3 separate regions of the Mus musculus genome follow, and regions 2 and 3 are each linked to region 1. The links are chromatin contacts, called in public HiChIP or PLAC-seq maps. All regions are on one chromosome and are shown on one strand. The core of a region is the stretch at or near the end of the contact, and the rest is flanking DNA. Distances in the headings are between cores, read along the strand shown.

What was found. HiChIP or PLAC-seq counts read pairs in DNA pulled down with a chosen protein or histone mark.
Region 2: a contact with region 1 is called in an H3K4me3 HiChIP or PLAC-seq map of bone marrow-derived macrophages, with 3 times the contacts expected there. The contact joins two enhancer-like sites. A contact is called at or near these places in 1 of 39 promoter capture datasets (macrophages), 2 of 484 Hi-C or Micro-C datasets (the G1E-ER4 cell line and the HPC-7 cell line), 3 of 115 datasets of contacts at active chromatin or transcription factors (the SCID.adh cell line, bone marrow-derived macrophages and thymic regulatory T cells) and 1 of 9 other capture datasets (adipose tissue).
Region 3: a contact with region 1 is called in an H3K4me3 HiChIP or PLAC-seq map of bone marrow-derived macrophages, with 3 times the contacts expected there. The contact joins two enhancer-like sites. A contact is called at or near these places in 6 of 39 promoter capture datasets (the 3T3-L1 cell line, the HPC-7 cell line, embryonic stem cells and 3 more), 1 of 15 datasets of contacts at CTCF or cohesin (pro-B cells), 6 of 484 Hi-C or Micro-C datasets (the G1E-ER4 cell line, the HL-1 cell line, bone marrow-derived macrophages and 2 more), 4 of 115 datasets of contacts at active chromatin or transcription factors (the 230-238 cell line, bone marrow-derived dendritic cells, bone marrow-derived macrophages and 1 more) and 3 of 9 other capture datasets (adipose tissue, embryonic stem cells and liver).

Annotation. Positions count from the first base shown.
Region 1 is chr14:31,784,000-31,787,528 of GRCm38.p6, reverse strand. The region is part of intron 1 of Ankrd28 (ankyrin repeat domain 28); the gene reads left to right. Among named protein-coding and RNA genes, the nearest start is that of Ankrd28, 45 kb to the left of the region's middle. Within about 2 kb of position 1,663, at least 45 of the 459 cell types and tissues checked have an H3K27ac peak or open chromatin away from gene starts, as enhancers often do. A contact at or near this core is called in bone marrow-derived macrophages, pre-B cells and pro-B cells, where this site is marked.
Region 2 is chr14:31,567,535-31,571,063 of GRCm38.p6, reverse strand. The region is part of intron 1 of Colq (collagen-like tail subunit (single strand of homotrimer) of asymmetric acetylcholinesterase); the gene reads left to right. Among named protein-coding and RNA genes, the nearest start is that of Colq, 8.1 kb to the left of the region's middle. Within about 2 kb of position 1,718, at least 81 of the 459 cell types and tissues checked have an H3K27ac peak or open chromatin away from gene starts, as enhancers often do. A contact at or near this core is called in bone marrow-derived macrophages, where this site is marked.
Region 3 is chr14:31,594,799-31,598,327 of GRCm38.p6, reverse strand. No RefSeq gene overlaps it. Among named protein-coding and RNA genes, the nearest start is that of Colq, 19 kb to the right of the region's middle. Within about 2 kb of position 1,902, at least 42 of the 459 cell types and tissues checked have an H3K27ac peak or open chromatin away from gene starts, as enhancers often do. A contact at or near this core is called in bone marrow-derived macrophages, pre-B cells and pro-B cells, where this site is marked.

The sequences.
Region 1 (3,529 bases), core at 414-2,913:
GAAATGAAAGGGAAAACTGTTCTAATACACACATACTACTACTATATTTGAAAAGTAAATTTATTTCTTCATGTCTTAAGAAGTAGGTTGAAAGTAAGCCAAGCTACTTGAAGCCAGTTTGAATTAGAGGGTCTTTTATTTCCTTAATATAGTGTTACTCTCAAATCTCACTTTTGTTACTAGCTTTTGTTGTTGTTGTGTTTTGTTCTGCTGTCTTGCTGTGTAGCCCAGGCTGGCCTTGTTCATTTTCTTCCTGCTTCTGCCTCTTGAGTGGGATAATAGACATGTACCATAATACCCAGCTGAGTTGAGGTTATTCTAAACAGGCTAAATTCTGCCTGCTAAAAACAACTAAACACTGAAGAGATGGCTCATTGAGTCAGAGACTTAGCACGCTTACAGCAGAGCTGGGTTAAGTGCCAATCATCCACATGACAGCTCACAGCTGCCCGTGACTCCATTTCCAGGGGACCCCATGTCCTTTTTCTGGCTTCCATGAGCAACAGGCACTCACATGGTATACACATACATGCAAGTCTCACACATAAACATTAAATTCTTTAAAAAGGCTAAAGAAGGATTATTTACAATTCATGCTGTTTTCTGTGATTTGAAAATACCTGGGTAAATGTAGTATCACGTTACTGTACTGCAAAAGTTGAGAAGAACAGTTTGCAATTCAAAAACAAGTTGCTATGGTTACCCGGTGTTTGCTTTTTAAAGCAATAATTACACAAAATACCCAAAGAATTTCCTTTAGTACAGAAAGGTCGTAGCTTATGTGTATGCTAGTTATTCCACACACAAATTGAAACTGTATATATCACTTCCGTCCTAAAGTATCATTTGGAAAATACTAAAGAAAATGATTCATGTCTTTTTGAGCTGTAACAGGGTGGAGACATACTGAACACTATTTTAAAATTCAAGTAATGACTCAGATAGTTTAGGACATTTTTCTTATTCTTTAGTTCCTTTTATCAAATAATGCTGTAGTTCTACATAACAAATTTATGGTTAAAAGAACGAAAGTATTTTTCTGGTGTGTTTGTGATGTGAAGTCTTTTTAATACATTTTTATGGCTTTAATAACCTTATAAAAAGCCATGCTTATAACTGTTAATTCCATTAATTATAGCTTGTTTCAAACTTCTTAAAAACAAAGAAGATATCTTATTAGAGTCTATGACAAGTTCATTCTTAGCCAACAATCATTCTGGAATTTTTATTGTTTTCTTGACATATTCCTAATATCCAGCATCACAGGCATACCTAAACGCTTTTAAGACAATATAAGGTTAATTGTTATATTTTAATGGCCCTTTTATTTATAATAGGATATTATTTGTTCTTTAATATTAGGGCTATTTTAAACTGAAAATACTTTATATTTAAAGTAGAAGCTGGATTAAATAGTAAAGGGTCTTATCACAGTAGCAGTAATTGAAATACTATGCTGTAAAAGGTTGAGTGCTTTAGTTACTGCTGTGACCATAGGAAGTGGCTCACTTTCTCCTTTCTGCTTTTCTCTCAGTCAGACTTAGTATGGACTCTAGGATAACTCCAGCCATAAGATACTCAGCACATTTCACAACATCATTATCAAATATGCTGTTGTCCAGTAGGAGGGGACATTTCCCTCTATCTCTCCCTTTTTAGGTTAAAAAAAGAGAGACTTTCCTAGAAACACTACAGATGACTTTCCTTTGCATGTGACAGAGCAAGCTGGCTCAGAGCATGTCATTTCCCAAATGAGTCACTTACTAGGTAGAATAGAATTACCATGATCACCTTACACTATTCAAGATTTCTCCAAGTCATGTGGAATATAGAAATGGCATCCAAACAAAACTAAAGGTAGTCTGTAAGAAGGAAGGGTCAGTGGTGGTTAGCTAAGTAGGCAACAAGTAGCAAGCCACATATTACATAGAAAAGTCAAGCCTTGTCATTTTCTTCCAGGGTTAATTTTCCCACCAATTTAAATGATTCACAACACACCGATAATGGAGGGTTCTAGAGTTTTGTTTTTGTTTTTTGTTTTTTTCTTTTTTTAAAGCAGGAGAAAACAGATTGAAACAAAGCATTGTATAAATGTCACAAGAAAAACGTCAAGTATATGAAAACAATATATTTACAAATAGGAAATAGGAAAATTACTCTTTAATTTTTTTGGTCACATGCAATGACAATTTCATTTTCAAATGTTTCCTGTTAACCTACCCTATGAAAACCATCCTCCTTTCTGCACCCTCGTGATCATAATTCATCAGTTAATACCCCTTTCACCTGTTGAACGGGGCCCCTGAGCTCATTCTGTAGCTTGGCTGCTGCTATCACTGGACTGTGATAGTGATAGATATGTAGTGTCTCTGTTATATGCTGACTTTGACTTCTTTGGGTATATACTGCTGAGTGATGTAGACGGGTCATACAGTTCTATTTTTAATTTCCTGAGGAACCTCTCTGTTGATTTCCATAGTGGCTGGATTAATTTACATTACCATACATACGCAGTATATAAGGGTGCCGTGTCCTAACATTCCTAGCATTTGTTGTGTTTGTAGGTTATTGCTTTGGTTTTGGACAAGGTGTAGCTCTACTCCAGGCTGATTCCCTCCTCTATCCCCTGGATCCACTTGGTTTCTGTTTCTCATTAGAAAAGAAAAGTCTTCTAAGAGATAACAACTAAACATGACAAAATAAAATAAAACATGATGAAGCAAAAACCAACCATATCAGAGTTGGACACAGCAACCCATCAGGAAGAAGAGCCCCAAGGGTGGGCACGAGAGTCAGAGTTCTCATAAGCAGGAGTCCCATGAAAATACTAAGCCAATAGCTACAATTTACGCACAGAGGACCTGGTGCAGACCCTTGCAGGCCCTGTGCTTGCTGCTTCAGTTCAGTCTCTGTGAGCTCGTATGTGCCTGGTTGGTTCAGGGCGCCTTGTTCTCCTGGTGTCCTCCATCCCCTCTGACTTTTATAATCTTTCTGCTTCCTCTTCCGAAGAATTCTCTGAGCTCTGAGTTTCAGAAGGATTTGGTACAGACCTTCCATTTAGACTCCGCGTAATGTCTGACTGGGTCTCTTCATCTTGTTTTAGACAATTTAAATTTTACCAGTTTTGCCTATCGTTTTTTTGTTTGTTTGTTTGAGACAGGGTTTCTCTGTGTAGCCCTGGCTGTCCTGGAACTCACTCTGTAGACCAGGCTGGCCTCGAACTCAGAAATCTGCCTGCCTCTGCCTCCCGAGTGCTGGGATTAAAGGCGTGCACCACCACGCCTGGCACGTATTTTCTAAGTATTTGACATATTACACATAGAGAAAATATGACACTATTTGTTCAGTTAGTGCTATGGTATTTTTTGGTACATGTTTTTAAAATAAATAATCTTGTTCAGGGTGGTTTTATGTATATTTTTAGGTGACTACAGTATATTAGACTTTTAGTAGAATTGTCCAGGTCTTGCCATCCTTTATGAAATTTTCTACTGATGTGTCAGTACTTCTTTTTCCAATCATGGGTGTA
Region 2 (3,529 bases), core at 469-2,968, 220 kb after region 1:
GAGGACCACAGTCTGAAATAATTTCCCCTGGGTGGGGGCCAAGGGCCCAAGGGAGACTTAGTTCCCTCATCTTTTCTAGATCTAAGCTGTGCTTCTCAGATTCTTTGGTTCCCAGCTTTCTCTCCTGTGTCCACACACAGCCATGCTACATATCGCTTCTCAAGCCCCCTTATCAGTCTGTTGTGTTTGTTTGTGGTGTGAATCCAGGGGCTTGTACATTTTAGGCAAGCACTTTAACATGGAGCGACATCCCCAGCCTCTGCCTGGCTCTTAGAAGGACACTTGCGATTACATTTAGGAACCCAGATAAGCCAGGATTGTTTCCTCATTTTAAGTGTCTTAGTTACCCACAATGCCCCATTCACACAGAAGATAGCATTTACAACCACCAAAGCTCAGCTCTAGATACCAATAGGAGCCGTTTGGTGGACCACACTTACCTCATGCTTTGTTTAGATGCTATGGGATTTGAAGCAGACAGGAGTGTGGCTACCAGCAGTTCATCAGATCTCAAAAAACCCCAAAGAGACCACCAGGAACCACAACTCTGATGCAAGTACATGAGAGTCTTTATTCAGGCTGTTGAGCCTGGGCCACAAACCTTTCTGATGATGGAGCAAGATAGGAGGGCAGCCCCCAGGTCTAGGGGAAAGGGGTTTACACAGGAAAAAAACACAGGTGGGGGTTTCCAAGCCTCGGTGTTACATGAGAGGGTAAAGGAGCACTGGCCTTTAAGCTAACTGGTTTACAGCACCTGGTTAAATGGCAGGGAGGGAGCACACATCAAAAGGGAGCACCTGGACCTGGGAACGACTTAGGTTTTCTTAGCCCACTCTGGTGTTATCAGCCAGCTGCAGATGCTTGTCTATTTTGCAACTGCCAGGGACATTTCATGCTTTTTCTCAGACCTCAAGGGTGGGGCCCATGCCTCTCTCAGGGCAAGTTAACTTAGAATGGAGTCTTAAAAGCAAAATGGAGTTTATTCTGCTACCTCAGTCTCTTCACCGTGAAGAAAATGAAACTTGATGTCCCTGTGAGGTGTTTTCCTGAACTAGTCACCACATGGGTCACTGGGTTTCAATACTACTGGGCATCCCAGGAAGACAGGGATCTGGGATAGTTACAAGCCAAGTCTTGGGGACCAAGCTTTCTCTTCTCCTGTGACATCAGGAGTAACACTTCCAACACTCTGCTCCCTGGGGTTTCGGTTTTTATAGTGGTGTGACTATAGGCTAATTGCTCTCATGGGGCTAAAAGGATCTAAGCCACAAACACTTGGTCAGGATTGAGGAGGATTGTTGTGAACATTTCAGTGCCGGTCACTACCATTTGTTGCACCCAACCAAAAACTGAAATAACTTTTTGCTTAAAACACTTAGTGAATTAAAGCAAGAAGTTCATATTTCTACCACTTTTTGTTTGCAAACTAGGCCTTAAGGAAAGCTGGTGCTGGGCAGCTAATCAGGCAAGAAGGCTCTCCTTCCCTAGTGACGGGCTTCCCCTGATGTCTTAAAAATATACCCTGGCACTTGTCCATGTGTGAGCCCCAGGCATTTCCCGATTCACATCCATGCTCATCTCCCCATGGCAACCAATGAAAACATGGGGGGAGCTGCTTGTTTGAGAGCTGGGAACAGCTGAAGGAAGCTGGTGGCTGGTGTGGTCTTTCAGTCAACTGCTGGGATAAGGACTGAAAAGAGGAAAGAGCATGAATGAACCGCGCAAGCCCCTCCCTTTCCGGCCTCCCCCTTCTGCCTCCCCGTTTGGACTTCCCTGCACCCTCCTCTGCTCATCCCTCAGCTGTCTTCTTTTGAAGAGTTTGGGAACCCCCCCCCCCATCAGCTGTCTTCTTGCTTCAGGGACTTCCCTCTGGGACTCGTGCTCCTGGGAGGCCTGCCCAACTTCAGGCAGAGGGTAAAACTCAGAGATAGGTGACCACAGCCATCCTACTTACAGAAACCTGCGTACTCAACTGGAGCACCCCTGTTGGGTCTACCCTAGTTCAGACCAGCGGTGAACGTGTGCCTTATGTGAAGAGCCTGCAGGGTTTCACTGTCGGGAGAGGTCAAAGCTGGTTGGTGTACCACTTTGTGTCCATACAGGGCCAATCTTCCACCAGCATCTTTATTAGGGTAGATCTCATGGCGGTCCCTAGAAGCTTCCAGATGCCCCATGATCAGACAGAAACCAAAGTCTCAACATGGAGAGCTAATGTTTGGAGGGGTAAAGACTCCGGGATCTGGAAGGCAGCAGGGCCTTGTGAGAACCATATTGGGTTGGCTGACATACTCCCTCACTAGTGGGATTTCTGTGGGAAGCAGCAGTAAACTGCCTGAGTTGGCTCAAGGAGAGAGTCAGGCCCAGTGGATGAAGTAATGGACAGTTCTCAGAGGAGGCAAGAATGGCCAATGAATATATGGAAAAATGTTCCACATCCTTAGCCATCAGGGACAAGCTAATCAAAGCTGCGCTGATTCTTTCATCCTAGTCAGAATGGCTGTCCTGGGATAACAAGCTGGGCATGGTGACCTGCCCCTGTGATCCAGCACCAGGGAGGCTGAGGCAGGAGGACTGCAATGAATTGGAGGCCAACCTGGGCTACAGACTGAGACCTTACCTCAAAGAACTGAAAAGGAAAAGGAAGCAAATGCTGCCACGGGTCGGGCGGGGGGGGGGGGGGGTGGAATCCTACATACAGGTGGCAGCAAAGCAAAACTCATGAAGCTTTGGACAGTGTGGAGAGCTTCAGCAAACAGGAGAGAGCCACTGTGCGGCCCGGCTGCACCACTCCTGAGCCCACCCAGAAGGACTCCGTGTCAGCGCTCTTCAGAGATGCCAGCACACCCGTGTTTATTATAGCCCTAGTCACAGAGGCCAAGATATGGAAGCTGGCTAGATGTCCATCTACAGATGCAAGGATAAGGAAAAGGTGGCGGGTAAACACAGTGGGGTGTTTCCTCAGCTGCAAAGAACAAAATTACACCATTTTCAGGAAACCGCAACTGGAGATCATCGTGTGAAGCAAAATAAACTAGATTTAGACAAATATCATGTTTCTCTCATAAAAGGACTCTAGACACTATTTATAAATGCAGAGATATATCTATTTATAATTATGTGTATAATTATTAAAACATTTATTGTACACATATGTCTATATATATGAAATAGGAAGGAACCTATATGGAGGGAGGAAATACCTAATGGAGGGAAAAATAAGACAGGGTAGCAAGGAAGAAAGACAGAAGATAATCTCTCATATGCTGAGTCTCTATTTATGTGCAGTGTGGTTGTGTGCAGGTTCTCATAGCTGCAGCGAGCTTAGGAGTGCAGCAGCCATGTCAACTCCACAGCACCCCCAGCCACCAACTCTTCCATGGTTTCCCTGATATTTGTGCGGGTGTGCAAATGGCCCGATTATGGCTGACAGTCACTTACTCTCAGCACTTTGGCCAGTTTTGAGCCTCTGCATTAACCGCTAGGAGAGACAGCTCCTCCAAACCTGTGGATACAAACGGAAACATTCAAG
Region 3 (3,529 bases), core at 653-3,152, 190 kb after region 1:
TCTGCTGTACTTGTAGATGGGAGCCTACCCTAATCCTCATCAGGGATACGATCCAGCAACTGATGGAAACAAATGCAGAGACCCACAGCCAAACCTTAGGCAGAGCTGGAAGATTCCTGCAGAAGAGGGGGAGGAAGGATTGTAGGAGCCAGAGGGGTCAAGGACACCACAAGAAAACCCACAGAATCAACTAAGCTGGGCTCATAGGGTCTCTCAGAGACTGAAACAACAACCATGGAGCCTGTATGGCTCTGACCTAGGTCTTCTGCATATATGTTACAGTCGTGTAGCTTGGTGTTCTTGTGGGAGTCTAACAGTGAGAGCGGGAGCTGATTTCTTTTGCTTGCTTTTGGAACCCCTGTCCTCCTACTGGGTTGCCTTGTCCAGCCTTAATATGAGGGCAGTTGCCTAGTCTTACTGCAACTTGATATGGCATGGCTGGTTGATAACATTAGGAGTTCTACCCTTTTCTGAAAGAAAATGGGAGGAGTGGATCTGGGGAGAAGGAGGGCCTAGAAGGAGCGGAGGGAGGGGAAACTGGTCAGAATGTAATGTATGAGAGAAGAGGCAAGGGAGAATAGGAGATGTACCACATCCCACAGAGATTCATGAGGCAACACTCAAGCAGAGAGCATTACTGAGTCATTGACAGAAGAAAAAGGCGAAGATGGGGAAACCCGATCAGGGCAGGTCTTGGGTAGTGTGGGGCTGTCCCCAGTTGACTCCAAGTAGCACTGACAAACTTAGGGCAGGAGGATCCAGAATGGAGAGCAGATAAATGTGGACCACAAAGGGGAAAACTGGGGTGCTCAGCCTGGGATTGGTTGGTTTACGCATGAAAAGTGAGCTGACAGCCACTGCTGGTGAAGTTTGACTTCACTGGGACCAGAGCATCCCACCAGGAGGGGCAAACCCCCAGGGTCAGCGCATCCCTCCATACAGGAGGAAAAGCTGTGGTTGAAACAGTGTCCCTAAGTGGTCAAGTCAGTAGGAAACGACATCTGAGAAATTTTGTGTCTTATTTGTTACTTCTTTTTGTTTGTTTTGTGTTTTGTTGTTATTTTTTAAGCTTCATTTGTTTTTGTTTGTTTGTCTGTTTTTTTTTTTAAGATAGGGTTTCTCTGTAGCCCAGGCTGTCCCAGAGCTCTCTCTGTAGACCAGGCTGTCTTTGAAGGCAGAGATCCTCCTGCCTCTGTCTCCAAGTGCTGGGATCAAAGGCGTGCGCCACCACCGCTGGGTATTCTATTAGAGAATAGCATCTTTCAGTTTCCTGAAGTTTTGTTTTGTTTGCTTGTTGGTGTTTGTCCTTCAGCAAGGTTTTTAAGGTTTTATGATACTGACATTACAGAACTTTTGTTAAATTTGTTTCTGGACACATATCTGTTTCATTGTCAATGTAAATATGTTTTCAACTTCCACTGTATTTTATGTTTAATGTTTGCATATTTTGTGTGTGGATTCTATACCTAATGAATATTTTCTTGAGATGACATTTCCTGTAACTCTAGTTGACCTCGAATTCACTATGCAGCTGATGACCGTGAACTTCTGATCCTACTTCCTTGACCGTCTAAGAGCTGGGGTTACAGCACACATGACTGTGTCCCATTTACTCACTGCTGGGGATGGAACCCAGGGCTTTGTGCGTGTTATGCAAGCTCTCTGCCAACTGATCTACAGCCTCAGTCCTGAGGGACTCTCAGAGACTTCTCCTTTCTCACCCAGAAGCTAGTTCTCGAAAAGCAACGGTCAGTGTACTGGCAAACAGCTGTGCTTCTAGAGGTCTGACACTCAGCACATCCCTTACCTCCGTCCTTCAGAAGCAAAGGATGATGGGAAGCCTCCAGTGAGCGTTTCCTGAGCCTGCAGTGTTTTCTTATTGTTACAGTATAGATTTTAAATGTTCTCCAAGAGCCCATATGCTAAATGTCTGTGGCATTGTTGGGGCGTGGGGCCTAGTTGAAGGAAGTTTGTTCTTGAAGGTGTATTAAACCCCGACCCTTCCCCTATTTTTGCTTCCTAGTCGCCACAAGGCCATCATCTTTGCTCTATTATATATATGCTCCCTAACACAGCATCCTACCTTGCCACAGTCCCCAGTGGGGCCTACCAATACAAACTGAGAAACCATTAGCTGAGATGTTGTTTCTTTTGTTAAGTTGATTTTCTCAGGTATTTTAGTACGGCAGCGAAAAAGCTGACTATCAAATGTCTGCCCCTAAGGTATTAACAACACTGGGAGTGGATTTCTAACATTGCTGATCGGTTACTTTTTCCTGAACTGCCTTCCTTCCAGTCATTGAGGCCAGTGATAACGACAAACACTGAAACAGCTGTAGTTGATTGTTTTACTTTGTTTTGTTTGTTCTTGTTTTTTGTTGTGTGGTCTTAATCTTTAAAAATCTTGGCCAGTTTCATCTGGTAAATTTGCCAGGGTGGTAATTTTACCTCCCTTTCCCATATAGGAAACACAAGTAAAGAAGGCCATTGTAGTGCAGGTCCTCTTGGGAGACCAATGATAATGCATTGACTTAGCCAGGGTCCTCTTGGGAGACCAATGATAATGCATTAACTTAGCCAAGGTCCTCTTGGGAGGCCAGTGACACCACCTGGGGACTTTTGAAAAGGTTGGCTAAACTGTCAGGCAATGGTGGAGGTGGGACCCCAGAGGGAAGGCTCAGATGAAGAGTCCACGTTTCAAGAAGTTAAGGAAAATGGAACCAAGCTTCTCCCAGAGAGTTCTCAGGTCTCTGGGAACAGGGCCACCTTCTCATCCTTGCTGGACTCATTGTGGTGAATAACACAATACCTGGAAGGTGTGGCCTTGGTACAAATAGGTGTGGCAGATCTCACAGTGGCAGCTGGGGCTCTGGTTTCAGCTGTGCATCCTGGAAGGAGTCTCTAGGCTGCCCCCGGCATAGTCTTGAGGTCTCCTTGCATTTAGGGGACAGGTGTGTGTGTGAGTATGTATGTTGTGAGTGTGTGTGAGTGTGTGTAAGTGTGCGAGTATGTGTGTGTGAGTGTGTGTGTGTGTATGTGAGTATGTGTGAGTGTGTGTGTGTGTGTGTGTGTGTGTGTGTGTGTGTGTGTGTGTGTTTGTATGTGTGTGTACAGAATTCATTCTGCAAGACAGGTCTGCCATTTTGGACAGATAGTATCTGGTGGGGAAAGGCTTTGCACATGATGAGCTTGTGCCCAGACTGTTTCTGCTTTGGTAGGTTTCAGCCTCTGGGAGCCTCACTTTCTCTTCTCTCTAGGGAGGGTGATAGAAAAACTGAGCTTTGAGTTGTGTGGTATATGTACTGCTCCCAGAAATGCTTAGCAGCCAGCAGAGCAGCCTCCCACTCCAACCTCTGTTCACATGCTGGCCCCTTGTAACCCTTTGGTGAGCAAAGTCCCCACAACCACCCGGTGACCGTGTCTGACAGTTTGGGGAGGGCACATTTCACTTGGCAGTCTTCCTTCCACACCTCAGCACAGGGCTGAGCTGTACTGTTAGCTCAGTAAAGGCCCATTCATCTGAGGCAAA